Linked DNA regions of Mus musculus: all the other regions are linked to region 2. Evidence: chromatin contacts called from public ChIA-PET and HiChIP or PLAC-seq data. All regions are on one chromosome and are shown on one strand. The core of a region is the stretch at or near the end of the contact, and the rest is flanking DNA. Distances in the headings are between cores, read along the strand shown. Region 1 overlaps Mindy4 (MINDY lysine 48 deubiquitinase 4). Region 2 holds the start of Gars (glycyl-tRNA synthetase). Region 3 has its middle 50 kb from the start of Znrf2.

The links. ChIA-PET counts read pairs in DNA pulled down with a chosen protein or histone mark. HiChIP or PLAC-seq counts read pairs in DNA pulled down with a chosen protein or histone mark.
Region 1: a contact with region 2 is called in a FOXA1 HiChIP or PLAC-seq map of pancreatic cancer cells. The contact joins the enhancer-like site here to the promoter of Gars in region 2. A contact is called at or near these places in 3 of 39 promoter capture datasets (the C10 cell line, hematopoietic stem and progenitor cells and pre-B cells) and 2 of 115 datasets of contacts at active chromatin or transcription factors (extraembryonic endoderm stem cells and pancreatic cancer cells).
Region 3: a contact with region 2 is called in an RNA polymerase II ChIA-PET map of memory CD8 T cells, with 6 read pairs. The contact joins the enhancer-like site here to the promoter of Gars in region 2. A contact is called at or near these places in 1 of 39 promoter capture datasets (neural stem cells), 1 of 15 datasets of contacts at CTCF or cohesin (the NIH/3T3 cell line), 8 of 115 datasets of contacts at active chromatin or transcription factors (the 230-238 cell line, bone marrow-derived macrophages, embryonic stem cells and 5 more) and 1 of 9 other capture datasets (liver).

What each region holds. Positions count from the first base shown.
Region 1 is chr6:55,313,478-55,317,311 of GRCm38.p6, forward strand. All of the region lies in intron 17 of Mindy4 (MINDY lysine 48 deubiquitinase 4), which reads left to right. Among named protein-coding and RNA genes, the nearest start is that of Gm38819, 13 kb to the right of the region's middle. Within about 2 kb of position 1,339, at least 29 of the 459 cell types and tissues checked have an H3K27ac peak or open chromatin away from gene starts, as enhancers often do. A contact at or near this core is called in pancreatic cancer cells, where this site is marked.
Region 2 is chr6:55,035,864-55,039,640 of GRCm38.p6, forward strand. It overlaps Gars (glycyl-tRNA synthetase), which reads left to right and starts at 2,138. Exons shown (of 17, transcript NM_180678.3): 1 at 2,138-2,370. The coding sequence starts at 2,179.
Region 3 is chr6:54,764,689-54,768,701 of GRCm38.p6, forward strand. No RefSeq gene overlaps it. Among named protein-coding and RNA genes, the nearest start is that of Znrf2, 50 kb to the right of the region's middle. Within about 2 kb of position 1,948, at least 50 of the 459 cell types and tissues checked have an H3K27ac peak or open chromatin away from gene starts, as enhancers often do. A contact at or near this core is called in memory CD8 T cells, where this site is marked.

The DNA.
Region 1 (3,834 bases), core at 89-2,588, 280 kb after region 2:
CCCCGGCTTGTCTCATCGTATGGGTTGTCCTCCTGAACTCACTTCTGCCCAGCTGTCAGCCAACACAGAAGAACACAGAAGCACAGGTGTACTCCTGACCTTTACCATGGGCTCTGAACATGCAGGGGAAGGTGGGCAGGAGAAGGAGCCAATGAGCAAGGTGGGGGGGGGGCTGGAGGTGAGTACTGGACAGTGTGTTGAGTTGTGTAAAGAGTGCATATTCAAAGACCCAGATTTCCCTGCTGAAGATTGGGAGGGGAGTGGGCTTCAGAGCAGGCCTATGAGGGGAGAGCTGGGGTGAACGAGTGTCCCCAAACCTTAGAACTCTGGGCAACAGGTACTATCAGCCTTCCTGAGTCTACCATAAGTGCTGAGAGCCACCTCCAAACCAGATCTCTTCTGTAAGCAGCCTGAATCTGAGCCTAGAGAAGGTTGGGTGGGCCAGGAGGAGGACTGGTCAAGGGCACAGGTGGCAGGCAGCATGCTGGGCTAGCTCTAGAGCCACCTCTGATTTGAAATGGCCCCAGTGCAGAGACAGAAACTTGCATACAAGCTGTTTGTCTGGAAAATCAAGATTAGCAAATGGATCCCTGGGTGTGTCTGAAGCAGTTTGGAGCGTTATAACAGGCCTGCCTTCTTTTTCTGCTGTCATTGGCCCCATGTGGTATTCTCTCCTTTATGAAGTACATCAGGTCTAGCAGTGGTCTGATAAGTTCAGGCTGGAGCTGACTGTGCTATAGTTATTGACCCGAGGCTGGGGGAATGGGTATCTTCATGCCGTGGCCTTCTCGGTGATATTGCTATTGACTTTTGAGCTCAAAGCTCAACTATTAAGTTGGCGGTCCTTGGTGAAGTGATTTTACACCTTTGGGATTATTTGGTAGTCTTGAAATACTTTCAGCAATTATAGTCAGGGAGAGGGCGCAAAATGTCCTAGAGTGAACAGAACACCTCACTCCAGAATTATCCAGTGGCAAGGTAGTTTGAAGTGTACCATGGGTCTGCCTCCTGAGTTACTGCAGATGCCAGCATGGACTGCTGACTCCTGCTGTATATTCAAGCACCTGTCCATCTCACCCGCTCACTCCCCAATTCTCCATCTCACCCGTTCGTTCACTCCCCTGCAGTCCCTCATTGCTGCTGCAGTACTGTAAAAGCTCTTCTTACTTTAGACCATTCAGATCAACTGTCATGCTCACCCTTCCAGCATTTCACATGGCCCTGATTTCCCATTCCATAGCAAAGCGCTTCTCTCCACTGCCTTTGCACCTGTGGGCCAGGATGCGGGGGCTAGATGCCTTGTGAATGGCTTCAAAACCAAACACAGACCTAGCAGCCTGCCAGTGAGGCTCCGTGACTGTCGGGATACAGATGTTGTTTAGTGGTGTGTGAATATGACTCACCCTGTACTGAAGCCAAACCCCAGTTTGTGTGCCGGGAGCCTCTGGAAGAGCCTAAGCTTGCCTGCAAGCGGGGACGGTGGAGTCCAAGGGTTGAGAGGCTACGAAGAGGGTGCTTGTGTAGTCCCTGGGGACCAGGCTGAGGGTGGATCTGTTTCTCTCCTTTGTGCCCCCTTTCATCACCATTTGGGGATCTCAAACACTGAGCCATCTAAGATGTGTTCTCGTTAACCAAGACATTGATGCTTATATATAAATCTTACCAGAATAAAAAAGGGTTATTTAATGGTGCACCTCAAAACAGCAAAGATGAATAGGAAAAGATAATTACAAATTTCAAAAAAATTACATTATTACAGATACTGAATCACGACTAACTCAGTAGCTGCAATAGGTCAGCCCTACCTTTCAGAACCTGGGCTCAGCACCTCTCCACCTATAGCTGTTCAGGGTACCAGTCAGAGCAGGGTCTGTTTCCCCTGCTGAGACCTATGCTGTCTCCCCTGGAACTTCATGAGATTCCCCCCAAATCTTACCAACAGAAGACTCCTCACATAATAATTAACTTCTCAAGTTACGTCAAGTTACCTAGCCATATGGTGACCATGTCTACCATTCAGTGAAGGCAAATGCAATGGCTGTGCTGTGTTCCATCAAAGTGGATGCCTTCTATCTATGTGACCATACCTGATAGAGTCCCCTGGATCTACCTGATGAGCTAGAAGCTGGGGAAGGGGTCTCGGGCAACAGAGATCACTGAATCTAGTAGATCAAGATTAACCCTTGGGATTCCACACTAACGATCAGGAAGGAGCTTGGGCAGTGATGATTGCATTGGTGTTCAAGTCCCAGCACGGGCTAGGCTGGAAAATGGATTTTACGAAGGTGATTCTTTCAGCATTGGCTTTCAAAAGGTCTCCTTTTGAATTGTTTCTGAGTACTGTGACCAAAATATAACCAAATGCCTCTCCTGCAGGAAGCCAAGGGTTGACTGCCAAAAAGCTGCATGTCCCTATAGGGGTGAGATCTTTCAACATTGCTGGGTAGCATTGCTGGGTGCCATCAAATGACACCAAAGAGAACACAGAATTTTGGGAACATTTCCTCAAATTAACATTTATGCCTATGCTGGCTTTCCCCATATGCCTAGTCTTTTACGCAGATTAGTTTTTACAAAAATTTCAGAAACCCAGCTTTCCTGGAACACTGACTAGGGTATACATTAGGGCAACGTTCTGTCTTGCATATTCGCACACCTTCAGAGGTTTGGGAAGTATATCTTGTCCCTGTTGTACCCTGGTGGGGCTAGAACGTGATGCAAATTGTTCCTTTGTGGCTGTGTGCAGCTACTATCTTCCATACCGAAGCATTCCATGGGAGAAAGAGAGTTTCCAGCTAAGATGTGTTGTCATTTTTTTTTTTCAAATGACAATCTGCTTGTTTCTTTGATGAGAAATGTGATGGTATAAAACATAGAAAATATGAAACAGGGGAAATATAATTCATAAATCTGCCCAAAAGCTGCTTATAACCTACAGGAAAGTGAATTAGAAGACAGGGGGAGTACGAATTCTGCTACCTCTGGAAAAAGTGTAATTTTCAGCCTAAAAACTAGAGATACCGAGGCAGCAGTGCAGAGAGCTGAAGAAGACAGAAAAGCTCTGAGGTAGAAGATGGGGGCTGAGTTGGAAGATGGGCTAAGGGTGAGGACCACTGGGTCCAAGATGAACCATTCAGTTGTTGCTCTGCATTGATGGGGAGGATTCAGGACTGAGAATTATAAAGATTGGAGGCTGCTTAAATCCCTTCTTTAAAATACCATATACTGTTCACATGTGGCTACACATCTTCTGTATGGTTTAGTCTCTGGGTACTTATAATATCTAATATGCAAGTACTTGTTATACTGATTTGTGTATAGAATAATGACAGGAAAAGTCAGGTTTATATGCTCCATATAGGTTTCTTCTTGGCTTGGGGAATGGGGAGGCTTGTAGCTATTGTTCCTCGATCTCTGCAGATGGTTGAACAGTGGATGGGAAGCCAGAGTGCTTTAGATGCGCTCTTGGTGCTGGGACCACAGTACCTAACAAACAACTTAAAGGAGAGAGATTTCACTTGGTTCATGGTTTCTGGGTATTCAGTCTGTCCTGGTAGGGGGGCCTGTGTGGAGAAGAAGCTTGGTTTTAGTGGCAGGAACATGTGTCAGAGGATGCTCACAGCATGGCAGACTAGAAAACTGAGTCTGAGGGAAGCCAGGGGTTGGGTATCATCACCAGAGACCTTCTTCTAGTGATCTCACTTCCTAAAGGTTCCCCAACTGTCACCACCAGGCAGGAAACAAGAATTCAAACCATGAACCTGTCAGGGACCTTTCAAATTCTAGCCATATCTCTATAAATAAGGCCTCCTGCTTCTGGTCATTCTGATGGGA
Region 2 (3,777 bases), core at 888-3,387:
GACAGAACAATATAATAATATCAAGTTACCAGTTTACAAAAATCCAGATGGCTCTAAATTATTTTATGACAGAACAGAACTCATTAAAGTTGCCTGTACCTATGACTAACCTTTTCATTTTCAAACTTATGTAGGTTGTGGCCTAAGTTTTCCTATAGAGCAAGTTGCTATACCAGGCTGGTGTAGAGAGGCCTCCTTTGTTGTCCACATCTCCTTATCTCAGTCTCGAGTGGGTTTGGGTGTTAATCTTAGATGTTTACACTTTAGCTAGGACTGGCTAAAATTCCAAACTTCCAGCCAACAGTATTGGGAACCGAGATCCTTGGAAGTGGCAGCCAAAGCAATAAAGAGTATCTGGGACTAAGACTTTCACCACCAATTCCAAACCAGAGAGAAGAAATGAAGCACCCAGCTACTTACACCAAATTTACTCACTGAGTAAACCGTCTCCCAAGCCTAGGAAGCATTCTCCATTGCTAAGGGAAATTTGCAGGTCAGCAGCAATGGGCCAATTCCCTGGGACAAGGGGTCTGGTCTGTGCCTGGATTAGTCCATGGGTTCCCCACACTGCAAGCTGCTAAACCATGGGTAAAGGTCTGTCTGGACTTGTTCCTGGCTTGCTCAAACAGGCCCATATCATGCCAGTCACTGGGAAAATATGCATGAGACTGCCAAGCATGTAGCCATGAGAACGAATTTCGGACCTGACTCCTGGAGACTGGGGTTTGGAGTTATTTGTAGATAAAGAAGCAGGGTGGCCTGAGGTGTCAGAAAAGTGACTATAGGTGAAGACTAAGGACGCATCAGCGATCTTTGTCAGGACCCCTTCACTGGATCTATGTTTCTAAACAATGGTGGCAATAGCATGTTCTGAGTGTGAAATTTTAAGCCTCCAGATTTCAAAAGGTCACCCTTGGATATCTGTGCAGGCTGCAGGAAAGGGCCAGGAACTTAAACTGGTTTACACCTTCAAGTTCCTGAAAAACACCAAGATTGCCACAGCACCCCAGGTGTTATATCCAGTAAAGCTAATAAAAATACGCGTGATCCCTAAAATTGGCAGTAAAAGCAACTTGGAAGCAAATGAAGAGCGTCACAAACCTCCTCTTGCTTAACTTTTGTCTTGGGGATACTGGGTAAACTAGTAACTACCTTGTGTCTGGTTCTTCACCCTAAAAAACAGCATCAAAGATTTCTGGGAGTTGAGAACGTGTGGTCTCTCACTGCATGGAGTTGGGTTCTCTGAAAGAGGGCCTTGAGCCAGGTTCATTGCCCTCTAGACTGTCCACTGTGTAAAAAACCAGCTAACCAATCACAACAATAGCACAAGGATAATGATGGTCTTCTTGATATTTGTGAAACTGGAAGGTGGTATCTCCCGGTTGGGCCCATCATCTGGCTGACTGGCTGTGAGGTGTCCACAAGTTTGGGAGCATCCAACCTATATAACTTCTGCAAGAGCTTTGAGGCTAGAGTTCCCCTGACTGCTCCATGAGGTGGTTATCCAAGTAAAATCACTTTTCCTTTGCCTCTACACCTTGTCTTTCAAATTAACTGGCATGCCCTGAGAAGAACAGCAACTCTGATTCCTATAAATAGTCCGAGGAACATTGGGTCTTGAGCAATATTTTTGTTTTTGCTGTTGTTGTTTGTTTGTTTCTTAAAGACAGAGGCTCACTGTGTATTTTAGGCTGGTCTTGAACTCACGATCCTCCTACCTCGTCTTCCCAAGTGCTGGGATTACGGATGTGCATCACCATGACCCACTAGAGTTATAGTAACTCTAGGTTCCGATTTTATGTGACTTTATATACTCTTCTAAACAATGGGCTGAGGAAGAAGCAGAAGTATGGGTGTTCCAGTGGGGCGATTCGAGCGTCTGGGACAACAGAGAAGCCCACGATCTAAAGGTGCTCGGGCATCTAGGTTAGGACTGCACTCTCAGAAGCCATGTCCTTCTGTGCATTTGTCTGGAGCGTCCTCTTCACACATTTTTGAGCAAGTTGGTGCCCTTCCGGGTTCTCTGCCGAATCTGCGGTTGCAGACGCGGCGGCTGCGCGCGCCTGCGGGAAGTGCGGCTGCGCGCGCCTGCGGCCTGGCTGCGCTATTTCATCATGCACCGGGCGGGCCGCGCGCCGCTTCCGTAGCCGCCCTGCGCACCGCCTAGGCGGCGTGCTCATGCCCTGTCTGCTCCCCTCGCTGCTCAGAGCCACCCGCGCCGCGCTGCCGCTCCTGTCGCCGCCCCGAGTGGTCGCAGCGTCCGCGTCTCAGCGGCTCCTCAGCGCTCCCGCGCAGCCCGCCGCCTCCCGGAGCAGCATGGACAGCGCGGAGGAGCTGCTGGCCCCACTGCGGCTAGCCGTGCGCCAGCAGGTACCGACCCTCGCCCGCAGCCGCGCGCCGCACCCCGCTCCTGTCCGTCCTTCCCCTGTCCCCGCGCTGCGTCGGCATCCGTGATCCTTGGGCCTCGTGCCCTCTCTGCGTACCCCGAATCCAGCCGTAGGCTTCGCCTCCCTCTTTGAGCGCCCCGATGGCTCGGCTCAGCGGCAAGCTGATGCTGCGCGCTTCTTTTCTTTAGTCTTGGGGATGCTTTGGGAAGCGTTCCCTTCTCTTTATCTTCCTTGCTTCAGTGTTTAGCCTGAGGACTGGCTCACGGTCGAAACGTGGCTATGGGGAGGTGTCGACCCCCCACCCCCCTCCAATACTGATGCGAATTCATGATCCCTCTCCTGTCATCTTTCTGCCTTCTGAAGAGAGTGTCTGGAACCAGCGAGCTTTCGGATCAAGCTGGAAATTGTAGATGGACTGACCGAGCCACTCAGTGAAGTCATCCATTCTTAGGGTGGAACACCTGAAAATGTCATTTTGCGGAAGGGAAGGGAGGTTTCTTAGCTGGAGAATCTGGGGATTTAATGCAGATCTCCTTTTTTTACTGTAGCACTGAGTGGTGGTGATCAGACTTAAGAGGGAAAGGAGAAAAGTATTTGGAATGATACCCACACCCAGTGAGAGCCAGAGCTTACAGTAGGGCCCGGCATCCATGACCTACTAGCTGTAAACACCGGTCGGGTTGCGCCTGCTCTGGCGCCTGATGCAATCGTTTGTCTAGCTAAGGAGGGTGGAATCCTGTCTTAAGGATAATTCATTGGAGCTGAGGTGCTGCAGCTTCGAGGAATTCTGCCACTTTGCTCCAGTTTGAGCCCGACTCAGTTAATAGGCTTTCATTTTGATTTTCACTATGGGCTTTATTTTTTCTTTTTTTAATTGTATGTTCTGTACATTCAGTCTCCATCCACCTTCCACTCCCCACATAAATGTATGTGTGACTCCTTTGTTGTTTTGTTGTGACCTAACTCCTTCCTTTGGAACAATACATCTAATTTTGGGGGAAAAAAAAAAGCACACACTGCAAACCCCTCCCTCTGCCACGTTAGCCTGGAACTGCAGTACATAGTATTCCTCTGTAGTAAGACTGAATGTAGTTAACTTCAGGACGCATTGATCATGGAGAGCCTTCCTGTACAGCTTGTGTGACCTTCATGTCCTTTGTTGTTGGTTTTGACTTGTTTTTTTGGTTTTATGTGTTTGTTTGATAGGGTTTTTGGTTTTTTTTTTTTTTTAACTTTGGGATATTTTCCCAATAGTTGAATTAATTTATTTAAGTTAGTTTGGACTTTTTTCTTTTCTACTTTTCCAGAAGTACATATACACTGATTAGTTGCGTGGAAAATTTGAGTCATACTGAGTCCAGTGTCACTGGAAAGAGTTTGAAGATCATCT
Region 3 (4,013 bases), core at 698-3,197, 270 kb before region 2:
AGTGGAATGAGGAGGTAGGAAGAGATATCTGGTGCTATATAAACAAATGGAACACATAGTGGTATTGGAACAACAAGATAGAAAGGAACCGTGTCACTGACAGTGTCACCAAACTGAGCCAACATCCCAACTGTGCTGCATGCATGACAGTTGGATGTTTTGATGCTACCATTCTTTTTTTTTCTAAAATAATGGCTACTCTGACATCATCTCTCCTCAACTCATGTAGGAAAAAGAAAGAAGGGAGTGATTTACAGAAAGAAATGCTACTGATGTGGCATAGAAGATGAGGATGTAAAGCCTACTTCTTGGTTATGCAACAAGCAATCCCCTTGTGACCCTAATGCTAGCATGTTCAAAGGAAAACTAGACCAGAGACTCAATTCTAAGAGTGGACCCAAGATGAAAGGTTAAGGACAGTGGACCTTGTCAAGTTCAGCTCTAGGGTGGATCACACCTCAGGTAGATTGCTTGCCCACCACTCATTAGGCCCTGGGTTTGCTCCCTAGGAAGGAAGGAAGGAAGGAAGGAAGGAAGGAAGGAAGGAAGGAAGGAAGGAAGGAGAAAAAGGTTAGATATGAAGAAAGCAAAAAGAAAGCAGCACAGAGTTAAGAATCTATCCTAACAGCAATTGCTTCTATTCTCCGTTTGTTTCACTTACTAATGATCACACAACAAACCACACTAAAACTTAGTGACATAAACTATAATGGTTGATTCCCTGGGATCTGTGGGCTGCCAGAACAGTTCTTGGGCTTAATTCTTGGTGTTAACTGAAGCAGCAAGATGCCAGTCGATCCAAATAGCTAGCCATGGGTGCTGCCACTGCCCAAAGCTCATCTGGGGCTATTAGTTAGGGGCCTGAGTCCTCACCCAGTCTTCTCCATTTATTTGTCTGTCTGGGCTTCCTCATGGCATGGCAGTGAGGTTCTGAGAGGAAACAATCCAACACACAAGCAGACACTGTTAGCATGGGCTGCGTTGTCACTCTGAGGAGATAGAGTTCTGGGTTCCATTCCCAGCACTGGAAAAAAAGAAAGGAAAAAGAAAGAAAAGTAGAAAATGGAAGGGGTAGGAAGAGAGAGAGAGAGTGAGGAGGTACTTGTGTGCTTTCTAAGGCTTAGGTCTGAAATGGTATAAAATGAAACTCATCACATTCTGTCACTGTAAGTCTATGAATTCCTGTGCAAGACAACTGGGGTCCAGATAACATCTATCAAACAAATGTGACCACGAGAGGCAGGTGAGAGCTGAAGAAGGAGGAAGTGTGTGTAGAGGATAGAAGGTAAGGTATAGGAGCGTTTTTATCTTGATTGTAGTGATGGTGTCTGGGGTCTACACATACACACACATACACATTATACATTAAACTTGTCAAACTGAATGTTTGAATTTGCAGAATTATTGTGTACCAGTTATATTTTAGTATAGCTATTTGGAAAGTGAACGTGATCTACTGCAGAATAAGACATTCCAATAAGATAATGTCTGGGTGTGTGGTGGGGTGGTAGAATAATCTGTGGCGATACATTACTAGGGATACTGCAAACAGCTATAAAATAGTATCAAGAAACGTGTTTGGTGTCTGAGCAGAGGAAAACTGTAGATATGTAATTCTGAGTATGCTGAAATTTTTGTTCAAATATGGGAGTTAGACAGAGCTAGGGAAAAAATATCCCAAGTGAGGGGCTGGAGAGATGACTCAGTGGTGAAGAGCACTGACTGTTCTTCCAGAGGACCTAGGCTCAATTCCCAGCACCCACATGGTAGCTCACACCTGTCTGTAACTCATTCCCAAGGACCCAACAGCTTCACAAAGACATGCACTTGGTGATATGAACTTCAGCACAAGAAACTCCATTTTGATGCTTTTCCTTGTGTGTTGGGTCTGAATGTAGGAACTTAGTCTAGATCACAGACCTCGATGTTGCTTGAGAGGATAAGAGGGCAGGAAGCTGCAAAAAAGGTACCTCCCATGTTTAACATAGTCTCTCACATGTGGGTAGGAAGCCACAGAAAGAACAACAAAATAGTTTTATTTGTCTTTATGAGATCTGGAAGGTGGTAGCAGATTGCCCTGGCCTCTATTTGCTTAACTCCATCAGAGCACTGGAAGTCTTACAAGGAAAGATTCTAGAAAACAGAATATTGCTGGATCCTGCCCTTGCTGGGCCAGTGGCAGGAGCTGAAATCCTATGACTAACCGACTTGAAGCGCTCACTGTTCGTTTTTTTTATGTGCCTTCTCAAGGCCTGTCCCCGAAAGTAGGTGGAACAGTTTGACCAGCTGCTGGAGGTACCAATGTGACTAGCAGCATGTAAATATCTCTTGTCTAGATGTCTTCTTTTCACAGCATCCTGAATCTTAGCTTTTGCTATGTGATCCTTAGATTTGCTTGCAAAATAAAAATTTTGGCATTCTTTTCAACTAAGTCTGAAATAACCTCTCCTTTCCCCTCCTCTGTGGAGGGAGAAGAAAACAGTAGTAGAGAAAATCCTAAAGAGCCTGCAGGGTGGGGTGGGGCGGGGCGGGGGGGGGGGGGGGAGATCATTCTTGTCTCTAAGGAGATCCCAATCAGAGGTATTTGGTTCACTTGGCTATATAAGGAGCTGAAAGAAGATAAGGAAAGGATGTCCAGATAACTAAAATGTTTCAACTCTGCAGTGTTTCCTTGGGTGGATCTCATCTTCTTGTCTTCACCTCTTCAGTGATCACAGCCAGGTCTCGGAGGTTGAACTGCGGGTGGACTGCTCAGAGTGAAGGAGGCTGTTGTAAGAGCAGCTACCTGGGCAGAACCAGTCTTTCCCCTTCTCTCCTTTGGCTGGCGAGCCACGGTAGCAACAACAGCAGTGACCGAGCATTGGGTGTTTCTAAAATCCTTTCCTGTTACTTTCATTGATTGTGACAGTGGATGGCCTGGGTCATGCCTTCATCCCCAGCCATTGGTTGTCATTGCCAATGGGAGATGAATCTCACAAGCTGGAGCTGGCGCCCCCCCCCCCCCCCCAGGTTTCCCAATGAATTGTCCATGTAAACACATGCACCAGGCTTCAAGTCCGGTGAAATCTTAGGGCTGTCAGGAACTCTGCTACAGCTAAATTGCATTTCTGTTTGTTTTCCAGGAAGCCAGAGGAACTTGACTTCTAACTGGCCTTGTTAGAGTTACAGCAGCAGCTCGGGATGGAGGGAGGATGGGCACTCTCTTATCCAACTGCATGATCTGTGATTCACTGACCCGGAGACTGCACTCCAAATCAGAAAATTCAGGAACTCAGTTTTGGGAAGGGCTCAGCCTCCCTGGAGGCAAATAGGCCAGAGAGTCTGATTACAGCTTCATCATCCCAAGCCCTGACAGCTCCCCTCCGCAGGAATGTGGTGTGACACTAGAAAACAATACAAACTTCTTTACTTCTAGTGTATGGATGTCATATTGAAGGGTGGGAGAGCCATGCCTCTGTATTTAGAGAGTCAGGAAGGTGTTAGGATGTATAGAACATGACTTTGGCTGTCAGGACTCATCTCCTGATAAGTTATAAGATGCCTACTGACAACTTACTGTTAAGTTTTAAACCCAGGACTAGCAGTTTGAGATGCCTACAGAACATACCAAAGCAGACCTGGCCTCCAGGTTCTCCCAGCATCCCTCAGTCCCTACCTGTTACAGAGTTTGGCTGGCACACCCCCACTTCTACCCTGAACTCTCCAGCCCAGGGGCTGGGCTGCCCTTCCGCCGGAGGCTCTCCCTATATAATCCAGACATTTTGGTTACCTATTCTTTGTACCTTTGGGCTCCTGGCTGCTGTACTTGGTTTCCCTCTCTCCTCTCTCTCTCTCTTTCCCTCCTCTTTCCCCACACCGCTCAGGATCAGGACCACTCTGGACTCTCCTAGACATGTCTGCCTCTGGCTGTGTCCTCCTCCCACATATCTATAATAAACTTTCTCCTCCGCCACACCTAGGAGCAGTCATGTCCTTCCCTTTCCTTTTTATTTTGTTTTGTTTTTGTTTTCATT